Regions from separate parts of the Mus musculus genome. Here region 1 is linked to region 2. A link is a contact called in public Hi-C data. All regions are on one chromosome and are shown on one strand. The core of a region is the stretch at or near the end of the contact, and the rest is flanking DNA. Distances in the headings are between cores, read along the strand shown.

Region 1 (6,068 bases), core at 3,237-5,736, 580 kb before region 2:
CTTATTCACTGAGCCATCTCATCAGCCTGGATTTGAATTCTCTTCCCATCTCTGGACAGCCAAAGGGCCTTGGGCCCCATTGTTTTGCTTTACTGAACTTCAGTCTCCTTTTCTGAAACAATCTTTGTTTATTACTATAAATTACTATAGTAATTACTATAAATATGCAGCTATGTTAATGTATCCCCTGAAGGGCTGTGGCGGTGTGTGTGATGGTCGGGATAGGGGCAATGACTTTACTATCCATCTTCCATGTGTCTAATGGGTGTATCAAACAAATTTCCTATTTCTATAGGTCAAAAAAAAAAAAGCTGAATATTCCTTGTCATTCGTAGAGCTTAAGCAAAAAGTCCCCACTCTTTCTAAGGCTTTGGCGGCCATGGCTCCAGGCAGCGAGATATCTGATATGTGAGTGTGTATATGTGACTGTATACAACTTTGTCATGTCACTTATGTCTTAAACCCCTGAAATTAACATAATGATCACCTCAGATCACCTCAGGCACGGTGGAAAGTCAGTTCTTCCAAGGCCACACAGAGAGGACAGAGGTAGATAGCAATAGAGGACAATGGTGGACATGTGCCAGGCAATCACCTGGGGTGACAAGAATCCAGACTCCTGGCCTAAAGAGACTCATTGATCTCTAGAGCAGGAGCATAGAGACAGGAAGGGCAACCACCCCAGGAACTACTGGGGCACACCCGGGAGAGCCATTGCCAGTGTACAGAATTTCCCACAGTTCCTCTCACCAGTGTTAGGAAGCATCTGAGGATGACTGCAGGAATTGAAAATTCCAAACTCATATCCTGTGTGTGTGTGTGTGTGCGCGCGCGTGCGCGCGCGCGCGCGCGCATAGGCACCTGTGCACAATGAAGCTACCACTTTCTTGTGCCAAGGGAGAAAAATGAATTCAGAAACAAGTTGTTTTATAGACACAATATTCCATGCCAGGCCTCCAGGTTGATGTCTCTGTCATCAATGTGGCATCACTCTGGAATGAGGGACATAGGCAGAAGAGAAAAGGCAGTTCCGAGGTGCTCAGAAGCCCTGTGGTTTCCGCTCTCTCTGTTTCCAGATCTGAGCTCTTTGGAGATGACTCATTCAGAGATAATCAGGAGACTAGATAATCCGTGAAGTATTTTGGGACGATTACTTCCCTGCGCACACTTCTGCATCTCATGCTCACTGAAACATATGGGCAGCGAAGGAATAATTTGCTGTAGGGGGTCCCCTAAGCAAAGGCAGAGGCTTGACATTTCCAGTTCCTCCCTGGCTGGGTTCAGACACTTGAAAATTTCACTTCCTTGTCATTTCGGTCAAGGAAGAAAGGCTCTTGTCAAAACCTGTCTCTAGCAGAGGTGGCTCATTAAACTATCTTTCATATGACATGCCTAATAGGATGTCACCTTGATAAGTTGGTCTCTGCATTCAGACATATCATTTGTAAAAGGAAGGTATGTGATCCGAGTACCTATAAGGTCTCTCCAGTTACTCACAGAGTGGGAGGACTAGCTTGTCTGGAAGTATAGCATGCAAGAATGGACCTGGGCCAGAGGGTCCCAGTTGATCACCGAGGTTGCTCCAAATGTTAGGACTGTGGGGGCCCGTCTGAGAACTGTGTGATGGACCCTGAGGTAGCTGGTGAAGAGAGGGGGTACTGCAGGCATGTGGAGGGGTGTGGGAGGACATGTCTGCCACAGGCTGGAGCTGCCTAAGCCAGGATGCTTTGCCATCTCTTTCTACACTAGTCAGCACAGGTGTCAGCCTCAGGTGCCACCAAGGGCTCTGCAGCAACTGGTCCATTTAGGGCTATGACTTTTGATGTAAAGTTTGACAATGCAGATCAGCCTTAGTTCAAAGGCTTAGAATGGACAACGGTGATCAATGACCATAGACCAAATCCTAATTCTGGGCAAGCGTTGTGTGACAAAACTTTTCCTGGGGTGGTGAAACACCCTTGTCTACTCACCCCCCAGATAGGGAGCCCACAACAGAGTACAGTCCAATTTGGCAAACCAATGACTTACTTTCAGGAAAACGGGTGAGGGGTCACTTAAAGGAGCAGACATGACTCACAGACAGCCACATCACCAAGGATGGCTCCAACATGGGAGGCAGGTCAGGAAAGCTGGGAGCCTGGAGCACTCTGCACAGCCTACAGGGAGCACCTCACATAGGAGAGAGTTCTTTTCTGGTGCCTCAGCTGGTCCAAAACTCCTCGGGCAGCTCTGCTGGTCCCAGAGTCTTCATTGAAGTTTTTCTTCTGTTTTTTTTTTGTTGTTGTTGTTGTTGGGGTTTTTGTTTTGTTTTGTTTTGTTTTGTTTTGGCGCAGTTCAGACTTTTCCTCCTGAAAGAGTCTCTGTTTTTATTGTTTACTCTGATAGGGAGTGGCCTTGTGAATCTGATCAATTTCGCTGGCCACCCCTTCTTTAGAGCTCCCCTATAAAATGGACTGTTTTGATGATGGCATCCTAAAAAAGGGACGCTGGAGGGAACTGTTGCAGAACAGCTAGGCACTATGTTGTGGGGATATGAGATTCTCAAACTTATTGGGGGCTCTGAAGCTAGGGGAAGCTGTGCTGAGAGAACCCACAGAGGTCCTGAGAGGTCAGAAGGTTTCCACCCATGATCAACTCGGGTCATTGAGCTGAGAGACTCATGCCTCAAGCCCCATGAGAATAGTGACCTTTTCCTGAGTATGTGAAGTGTAACAAAACGTGTGGCAATTGCAGTATGGCTAGAATAACGTTGAGTGGGGCTATGTTATAGATCTGTGTGTGGGTGTATTACAGAGCTGTGTAAGGGTGTGTTACAGAGCTGTGTAAAGGTATGTTACAGAGCTGTGTGGGGGTGTATTACAAAGCTGTGTGGGGTTTATTGCAGAGCTGTGTGAAGGTGTATTACAGAGCTGTGTGGTGATGCGTTGAATTGAACTGTGGCGCATTATATTGTAAATTTCTATGACCTGCTGGGGGAGATTTCCTTCTGCACCTTAGTTCTAAGAGAAGAGGCAATTCCTCTGAGCACTTAGTTTCTTCTCGGCAAGCCGTTGCCTGACATAACCCCTCACTTTCCTCCTGTTGCACGTCAGACCACATTCAAAGACCTATTCTACTGTGCGAGAGCCATTTTCAAACTGAGAAGGTCCAGCCAAGCTGTCCCACATCAGTAAGAAATCAAGGGGTTTGTTGGCTCTTCTCACAGAGAAGGTCACATGAGCAGGGCTCCCTCGGAGTCTAAGTCTTCTCAGAGGATCTTTTCTCTCTGTGATGTTTTTAAGGAGTTACAGGCAACATTCCCTGGACTCCAGTAGAGAGATAGATTCTGCTCCCCGATGGCACAGTTGGGCCCCGAGATTGGGCTGGGAGGAGAAATAGGCTGTTCCCAGTGGAAGACAGCAGACGACATCCGAGCCAAAGCGACTAACACCCGATCTGTCCTTTATTGATCCTGGTTTCTGGATCCTTTCCTTGGCCCAATTCCTAGTCTCCTCTTGGTTTTTCTTAACCTATTTTAATATGCTTTCCTTGTTTTAATCTCATTATACTCATTATAAATGCAGCAAATCTTTTGGGAACTGGGCGGAGGTGGCAGAAAAGGAGTCCAAGCCTTGTCACTTATTTGAATCATTATTCTAAATGTAACTAAACTCCCAGGCTTCTCTCCCCCCTCCCCCTTTTCGGCAGGCATTCATTTCCTTGTTTTGTGCTGTTTTAAAGAGTCTCATGCTGCAACCCGAGCCAGCTTAGAATTTACTGCGTAGATCAGGGTGGCTCTGAACTTGGGGCCATTCTCCCGTCTCTTCCTGTTAGGTGCACATTTATATAGATGGGGAACCCAGGAACAGAAGTTATGACAGCCACAGTCGCTCTCAGACTCATCCCATTATGGATTGCTGTCTAAGGCTAGGCTGTCTAGCTCAGTGGTAGGGAACCTGATGATCATATCCAAGGCCTTCATTCTCAGCGCCAAAGGGAAGGTATCAAAGCTTTTGGTTACACTTGCAGGGTGGAAAGGCTTAGGGATAATCTGATTAAACATTTTATGCTGACACAGTAAAGAGATGGAAGACTCTCTACATTGGAAAGATGGTGCATTGCTTTGTTATCAGCGAACAACAAATGATCTATAGACGTAGCTGGGTCAAACAGTCAGTGACAGTAACTCATTCACTCGAAGTAACCATCATCTTGGAGGCTTACTGCCTCCGTCTGCTAACCTAGGCCTAGTCCTGGGAGTTTCTGGCCTGTGTACAGCCTTACATAGGCCTAGAAGGTTTTGGCCCTCTAAGACTTGTTGCTGAGCAAGCTCGTCCTTCCTGGTTCTGATCTCTAGCTGTCTGCTTTAGCTCAGCTGTTCTGCCTCAAACTCTTCTCGAATCTGACTGACCGAATCTGGTATCTCCCAGCCGGCAGTGTTCAAGTTTTAGAAAGGAAGGAGGTTTCAACTGGGAAAGGAAGGGTTAACCTCACTGCTCTCTGTCTTCTGAATGAGGAAGCTGCTAACCTCAGTGGATCCAGTTGGAACTGGATAGGGTCACTCCATGCCTTTGTGGTTCATGAATTGGCTTCAGATATCAAATGACAGGATCCACAATCCTTGTCTCTGGGGGCATCAGGCAGGTAAAATAGCCTGTTGAAATCCCCACTAAAGCCCTGTGAGGCCAATCATGTGGTCCTTCTAGGACGCTTTGTCCCTGTGGTAAGGGGAGAGATGATCCCGTGCAGAACACAGTGCTTGTCTGAATAGCTGCTGCCCCTGGAGTCCCGGGACCATCACTGTTACCTGCAAATCCCAGAGGGTAAGGCTTTTCCCAGCCCCCATGAGTCTTCTGTGTGAAATTCTGACTCAGAAACTAACCGCCATCTTTCCCGACTCCTCTCAGGAGCATGGTAAAGGATGCACATGTACAGCAGCTGTGCCATGCCTAGGTTGTTGTCTAAGGTTGTTTTCTAATCCCCTTGTTTTTATGGGATGGATGGCATTGATATCACAGAGTGTTTCAGGATGCTACACCGACAGAGGGAACAGCTAATTTGGGATCCTTTTCTTCTGGCCTCTTGGGTCCAAATCCCCTATTTTCGTCTCCTCTTATGTACATCGTACTTTTAAGCTGTGTTTAGTATAGTCTTCACGTTGATGTTAAAAATAATTCTACAATTGTTGTAGGCCAATACCGCAACGTACTCACTGCTATTTTACAGCCCCTTGAAATAGTAAATTAGAAAGACGCTTAGCTCTAAGCAAATCGAATAAAATTAATTAGAGATTTCTTCATCTTTTCTCAAGCAAAAAAAAGGGCACAATGCTATCTGCTCTGTCGTTTTCTGGTGTCCTCTTCTAAGTAGAGCTGTGGGTTTCTAATGCCTATGTTTTCATCTGACAATCCGAGTGAAGCAAAAGGTTTGTTCCTCTGTTGTTGTTATTGTTGTTGTTGATTCTTTTGTTGTGATACACTACTAGGACAAGTTCAACTTAAAGAGAAAAAGAGTTTATTCTGGCTCATGGTTCAAGTGTGTAGTCTGTCATCTCGGGTATACAAGGCCAAAGAGCTTGAAGCAACCCAGGGGATCTACAATCAGGATCAGAGAGAGAGAAAAATGTCTGATGCTCGGCTCCTGTTCTGGACTTGCTTGCTTCAGGACCCTAGCCAAGGAATGGTGCCGCCCATGGTGGGCGGGCCTTCCCACTTTAATGAACTCAAGATTCTTCTCCTCTCCTCACAGGCATGCCCAGACGTTCTTCTCCAGATTCTGTCTAGATTCAAGATTCTATCTAGTTAAATGTTAAAGCTATCTCAAGGGTAAACTATGGGAGCAAAATGCCTTATGAAGATGAGGAGGCAGCCCAGTCAGGAAAGCCCTTGCTGTTCAAGAATGAGGATGCAAATTAGAGCATCAAAAACTCACCGGAAAAAACTCCAAGTGTGATGGCCCATGCTTCTAGTCTCAAAGGTGGGTAGGCAGAGAAGGCAGGCCCTCGGGACTCTCTGAGGAGCCAGCCTGGTCTTTTTGGAAAGTTCAAGGTTAGTGAAAGACCCTGCCTTAAAAAGCAAGATGGATGGTAC
Region 2 (5,727 bases), core at 2,537-5,036:
TTTAACATTTTCCTCACTAGAGGCAAGGAAATGCGAACTAGATATGGAAATGAGCCACATACTTTCAAGTAGAAATAGTACTGTCTTTCCCTTTAAAGTCAGCGGCTCAGAAAGCACAGAGATTAGGAGAAGGCATTGATCACCCCACCTACCTCTCTTTACCTCATGAGGCTCTGCGCCATGAACTCATTCACCTTGAGTCTCCAACTCAATAGTTCCCAACCTTCCTAATGCTGCAACCCTTTATTATATCCCCTCATGCTGTGGGACCCTCATAATGTTATTGTCATTGCTACTGTTATGAATTATAATCTAAATATTTTTGGAGATAGAGGTTTGCCAAAGGGGTCGTGATGCACAAGTAGAGAACCACTGCACTGATGCCCACCTTAATAAGCGCTCGGAATAACAGCTCATGAACCCCTTCTAATCAAAACATGCTAAAAGCCAAGGTGCTGAAAAGGGATGGGATAGATTATTTTCCCATTTGCTGATTGGTATCTCCAGTCACCAATTAAATGGAAAGGATAGGGTCACAATAACTGTTTTTAAGAATAGGGGCTCTTGGAAGTCCTGTGATTGCCACACACACCAAAGACACTGCTTCAGGGTGAGCATCAGACCCCGTGGGAGGAGCCTCTGCCTGTCAGGAGTGGGGTGGGATGTCTGTACCTCTGTCACCCCCTCCAATGCAGCAGGAGTTCACCAGAAGATGTCAGAGTCTCCCTCAACGTCAGTTGTCTTCTCCTGTCTTCCTACAAAATAAAAAGGAGATGAATAAAAAAGACCATTTTAGATGTGTAGAAAAGGCAGGGAGAATTGAAATTGGCAATTAAATCATGACAAACTCAAAGTAGAATTACATTGTTAGAAGTCAAATAATAGTTATTACTCAAACTGCGAAATAATTGTCATTCGGAGGATAACAAAGACACTTCTCAGAACAAGAACAGTTGACTTTAAAAGTCCCCGGAGCTATTTTTAAATGTGTCACAGGGCAGAGCTGAGTTAACATACTGTAGCTTGGTATGGGTTACCTGTTTATGATCTCCGGGTTATATAGTGGTCATTCTCTGGATGAAATTACCTGATAAGTTTTCAATTGTACTTTCATCATCTCAATTTATTAATAACTTGAAAAAATTTTATATATCCTTTGTCCTCAGGATATATAAGCCAGTAGTATATGATTGTTACTTTAGCTGTTCATACACACAGCCTCTCATCTTTGTCTTTTTTATTTTATTTTTATTTTATATGTCTGAGTATTTTGTATGTGTGTATGTATTTTGCATGTGTGTACCTACAGAAGCCAGAGAAAGAGCATCTGACCCGCTAAAACTTGGGTTACAGATGATTGTGTGCTCCTGTGTGGATGCTGGGAGCCAAACCCAGGTCCTCTGCAAGAGCAGCAAGTGTTCTAGTCCACTAACTGATCTCTCCAGCCCTCCCCTACGTTTTTCACAATAATAAGTATATTTTAAAAGTAGCATGTCTTTTATGACCATGGCTAAGGGACCATAGATGGAGATGAGCAGTTCATACTCAGTTCCTGTGCTGGTGGCATGGTACTCTGGTCCCAGAATGCCAGGAAGTGGTGGCTGTTGCTGGTTTGTGCCATGGGCACACTGTTGACAAGGCTTACAATCCATGGTTGGACAGAGCAGTGGTCAGGCATTTTCCTGCCTATTAGTTGTGAAAACTCATCTGGGTCAGAGAAACAAGACCTGGTATGATGTAGACGATGGGGGTGGCACAGATTATGTCTGGATGAAGCCTGTGACGTGTGCACAGGTGGCTCTGTGCTCAGGTATCATTTGCTCCTCAGTGGTTCATGGGTTGGAAGTTCGGTCTTTACTGTGCTCATGTTTCGTCTCAAATTGGAGTCTTTAAGAACCAGAACCTGCTGACACGTTCTTAAATCAGCTGGGGGTGGCCCTCTGAAGGGATTATGGAAGCCGAGTCTCTCAGCTTTCCTGTGTTCTACTCTGACCCCTGGCAACCCCACCACCACCACCACCACGTGAGCTACTAACATAATGCCATCTACCACCAGAAGCCAAGCAGACAGGGCTACCTAATCCAGCTGTGAATTAACGTGCCTTTTGTCTTTATAAGTAACCTGCTTCTAGAACATCATATATAGTGTGGGAAATGGACTAATACAAACCAGTTTCCAAAGCCTTGAGTAGTTTATTATATCACAGCAAATATATACTATAACAAGGCAGTGCAGCCCTTCATTCACTGGCAAATATTTATTGAATGCAAACTGTGAGTGGACAAGCTCGCTCTCTCATGCAGTCCCCTCTTCTCAGGCAAACATAGACCGTGCTGAGCACGGTTCACTGTGCACATGGTCCAGTTGCTGTACACCAGGCAGCTCGGTCTGCACCTCCCCGAGCCCTCCCTCTGCAGTGCCAGGGATGACAAGAAATAAGCTTCACTCAACGCCCACGTTTACTACCACGGGCTGCCAGCAACTTCTGCGTGGTGTCGGCCATGCAAGGGCTCCATGGGCACTAGAGAGGGAGTAAGAGCCACCCAGATCAGTCTTGCCACTTGTCCACTCATAGCAAAAAGCATTTTCATTATAAGTGGGACAGAGAAACCTAAGCCCTCAGACACAATACATCCAGATAAAATTCAGAGTATATAGCAGGATTTTAATCTTGAGGTCATAAAGTTTTGGCTTTCCCATTCTAGCCCAGAATAACATTCCTTTGGTTATTTATTGGAGGGGGGGGGGAGGTATATCTTAAAAGAGTAATGGGAACTTGCAATATAATGAAGAAATTTGGGGAAATGTTGGATTTTTTTTTCTCCTTCAAATACTCCAATAGGGCATTGTTTAAATAAATTGTGGGATTTTTCTCTGTATCCTCTATATCTGTGCGGTGCTAGCCAATGTAAAACAAAGCTTGGCGAAAGCCAAATAAAATATTCCCCCAAGTAAGACAGCATCATTCTCACTATGACTGCCTGCCTGACCACCATCCCACATCTGAAGGACACCCCCCCTCCCGTTCCAACCCCTCTGTTCACTACATCTAACTGCTATGCACTAAGTCTCTCTCTCTTTCTCTCTCTTCCAGAGCTTCTTTGAAGGACAGTCTGCACCATGGGACTCTGCTAAGAAAGACGAGAACAGAATGAAGAACAGATACGGGAACATCATTGCATGTAAGTGGTGGTGGCGGCAGTCCAACCCCCCTCCCCCAGGCTCGGGCTGTGAGAATTCACCATGCAATGCCTGCCTTTGTATTTCCGGCAAGAGCTGGTGTCAAGGCCCCGTGCTAAGTGAAGGAAAAAATCGTCTGTGACCCCCAACCACCTCAGTGCATCCTCCCGGAGGGCCTGGTTTTCCTTTGAGATGCAGGGTCTATGGAACACAGGGAATGTCACAAAGCAGAGGAAGAAAATGCATTTTGGAAGGAGCAAACATCGTAGACTTTAACGTTCCCCAACTGCTGCATGAGAATGAACAGAAGTAATGGCTTGGCTCACAGCAGGCTTCTCGCACAGAGCTCCGCACTCTTTGGCACATTAATCCTCCAGACACTGGGTTAGGTAGGTCAGTAATAGCCCCATTTTAAGGGCAGGAAAGCGAAACTCAGGAGTTAAATGATAGTCTCCGTATCACAATACTCATTAGCAAAGGGGCTAGGATTATATCTCAGAAATTCCCAGCGCCTGTGAAACCGAACACTGCCATCCATAATGCCTCAGACAGCTTTTAAATCGAGCCCAACCTCATTAATGTTCCGTAGCCATGCCGAGCTCCGAGCAGATTGATGAGCCCCCTTCTCCCAGGGCTCGGACCATCCATTCTCTGTGTTCAACTGCTCCGAGTCATTCAGGATGACATCAAGGTGCCAGCGGCCCACAGTGGTCACCCAACAGTCCAGCCATTTCTGAAGGAGCAGAAAGCACAACAGCAGGAAGCTGGGCCTGGCGAGCGCCTCTCTCATCACATCTTGTTACTCGGGAATGAACAAACTTGGAGGGCACAGGACCTTCAAGGGAGCTGTGCATTTGCTTCATCGATTGTGAGAGTGCAGCTACATTCTGCCTGCTTGCCGGAGCATTCCTTGACTTGACAGGACAGTTGCTATGGTCGTGACGCCCCGACATTCCCTGTGCTTTTGGAAATGTTCTGATCCGATCAAGTCCCAGGTTGCTAGGTACTTGAAATATGGCTGTCATGACTGAGACACCGATTTTTTTTTTCTTTTAACTTTTGTTTCCTTCCCATTTCTTCTGAGTTTAAATAGCACTCGAGACTAGTGGCTGCCGTCCTGGATGGTTGTTTTCATTACTTTTCTGTCCCCATGACAAAACACTGTGACCAAGGCAACTAATACAAGAAGCATTTAATTTGGGGCTCACAGTTCAAGAGGGTTAGAGTCCATGACCTCCGTGGCAGGAAGCATAATAGCACGGAGGGGCATGACACTGGAATAGTAGCTGAGAGCTTCTATCCTTATCAACAAGTAGAAGGCAAGTGAAAGAGAGAAACCTGGAAGGCATGGGCTTTTGAAACCTCAAAGTTTACCCCCATTGACACACCTCCTCCAACAAGACCACGCCTCCAAATCCTTCCCAAACAGTTCAAGCAACTGGGGACCAAGTACCATGCATAAGAGCCTATGGGGTCATTCTCATTCAAACCACCACAGAAGTACATAGTGTTGACGTGTTTTATACAAAGAAAAGAGTAGTTTTATACACAGAACATGCAGGGCTCTAGCCAAGCCTTGCCTTCCCTTTGGCTACCAATAACAAAAGACTGCTGGCTTTTCAAGAGTATGAATGTCGCAGCCGTGTGCTTCATTGACTGTTTTTTTTAAACTCACCATGGTTGTTTAAGGGTTTGTATCTGTATGGTTGTCACAGGCAGGCAGGGTGCCCCAAGGTTGAGAGTTTGACTTCCCCTTGGTGAAGTGTGTTTGTGCTCTGGTACACTTTATCAGAATTAAACACTGAGATTACACAGATGACAACACCAGCCCTTATCCCTGCCCCAAGACAGAACCAACAAGCGCTTGAAGGCCATGTTAAAGGAAGTTTGGGGAAGTAGAGCTTCAAGCTCGCTTCTCCATGAAGTTTGGTTTAATACTGACCCTGTGGGTTACTTGCGAGGGTCTGTGCATATGCATGTTTGAGTGCATCACATGTGAGGTGGATGTGTAGGTACATAGATGACCAGAAGAGCTTGAGAGCCCTAGTCTATCTCTTTCTGCTATATCTCCTTAGAACACAATATGTCACTGAACTTGGAGCTGGGCTGGTGGCCAGAAAGCTGCATTGTCTTGTCTCTCCCCTCCGTAATACTAAGGTGATGTGTAAGTCACAGCCATGTCTGGCTTTTTTATGCAGGTCCTGGGGATTTGAACAGCAGGCAGTCTTACTGAACTGTCTCCCCTCCAAATGTGTGTCTGTCTGTCTGTCTGTCTGTCTGTCTGTCTGCCTGTCTATCTGTGTGTGTATCTGTCTGTGTCTGTATATATGTGTGTGTATATATATGTTTGTCTATCCGTGTCTGTGTATGTATGTCTGTGTGTATGTATCTGTCTGTCTGTATCTGTGTATGTGTGTATGTGTCTGTCTGTGTCTGTTTATATATGTGTGTGTCTGTCAGTTTGTGTCTTTCTATATGTGTGTGTGCCTGTGTGTGTGCGCGCATGCGCACAAGCATGTGTGTATACACCACTTGCATGACTTGTG

What was found. A called contact is a pair of places that touch in the nucleus more often than the background predicts.
Region 1: a Hi-C map of nephron progenitors shows a contact between it and region 2, with 4 times the contacts expected there. The contact joins two enhancer-like sites. A contact is called at or near these places in 5 of 484 Hi-C or Micro-C datasets (the C2C12 cell line, cerebral cortex, cortical neurons and 1 more) and 4 of 115 datasets of contacts at active chromatin or transcription factors (bone marrow-derived dendritic cells, embryonic basal ganglia, embryonic limb bud and 1 more).

What each region holds. Positions count from the first base shown.
Region 1 is chr17:67,338,224-67,344,291 of GRCm38.p6, reverse strand. All of the region lies in intron 1 of Ptprm (protein tyrosine phosphatase, receptor type, M), which reads left to right. Among named protein-coding and RNA genes, the nearest start is that of Ptprm, 13 kb to the left of the region's middle. Within about 2 kb of position 4,486, at least 7 of the 459 cell types and tissues checked have an H3K27ac peak or open chromatin away from gene starts, as enhancers often do. A contact at or near this core is called in nephron progenitors, where this site is marked.
Region 2 is chr17:66,759,585-66,765,311 of GRCm38.p6, reverse strand. Ptprm (protein tyrosine phosphatase, receptor type, M) reads left to right here. Exons shown (of 31, transcript NM_008984.2): 18 at 3,096-3,183. Among named protein-coding and RNA genes, the nearest start is that of 1700016K05Rik, 48 kb to the right of the region's middle. Within about 2 kb of position 3,786, at least 9 of the 459 cell types and tissues checked have an H3K27ac peak or open chromatin away from gene starts, as enhancers often do. A contact at or near this core is called in nephron progenitors, where this site is marked.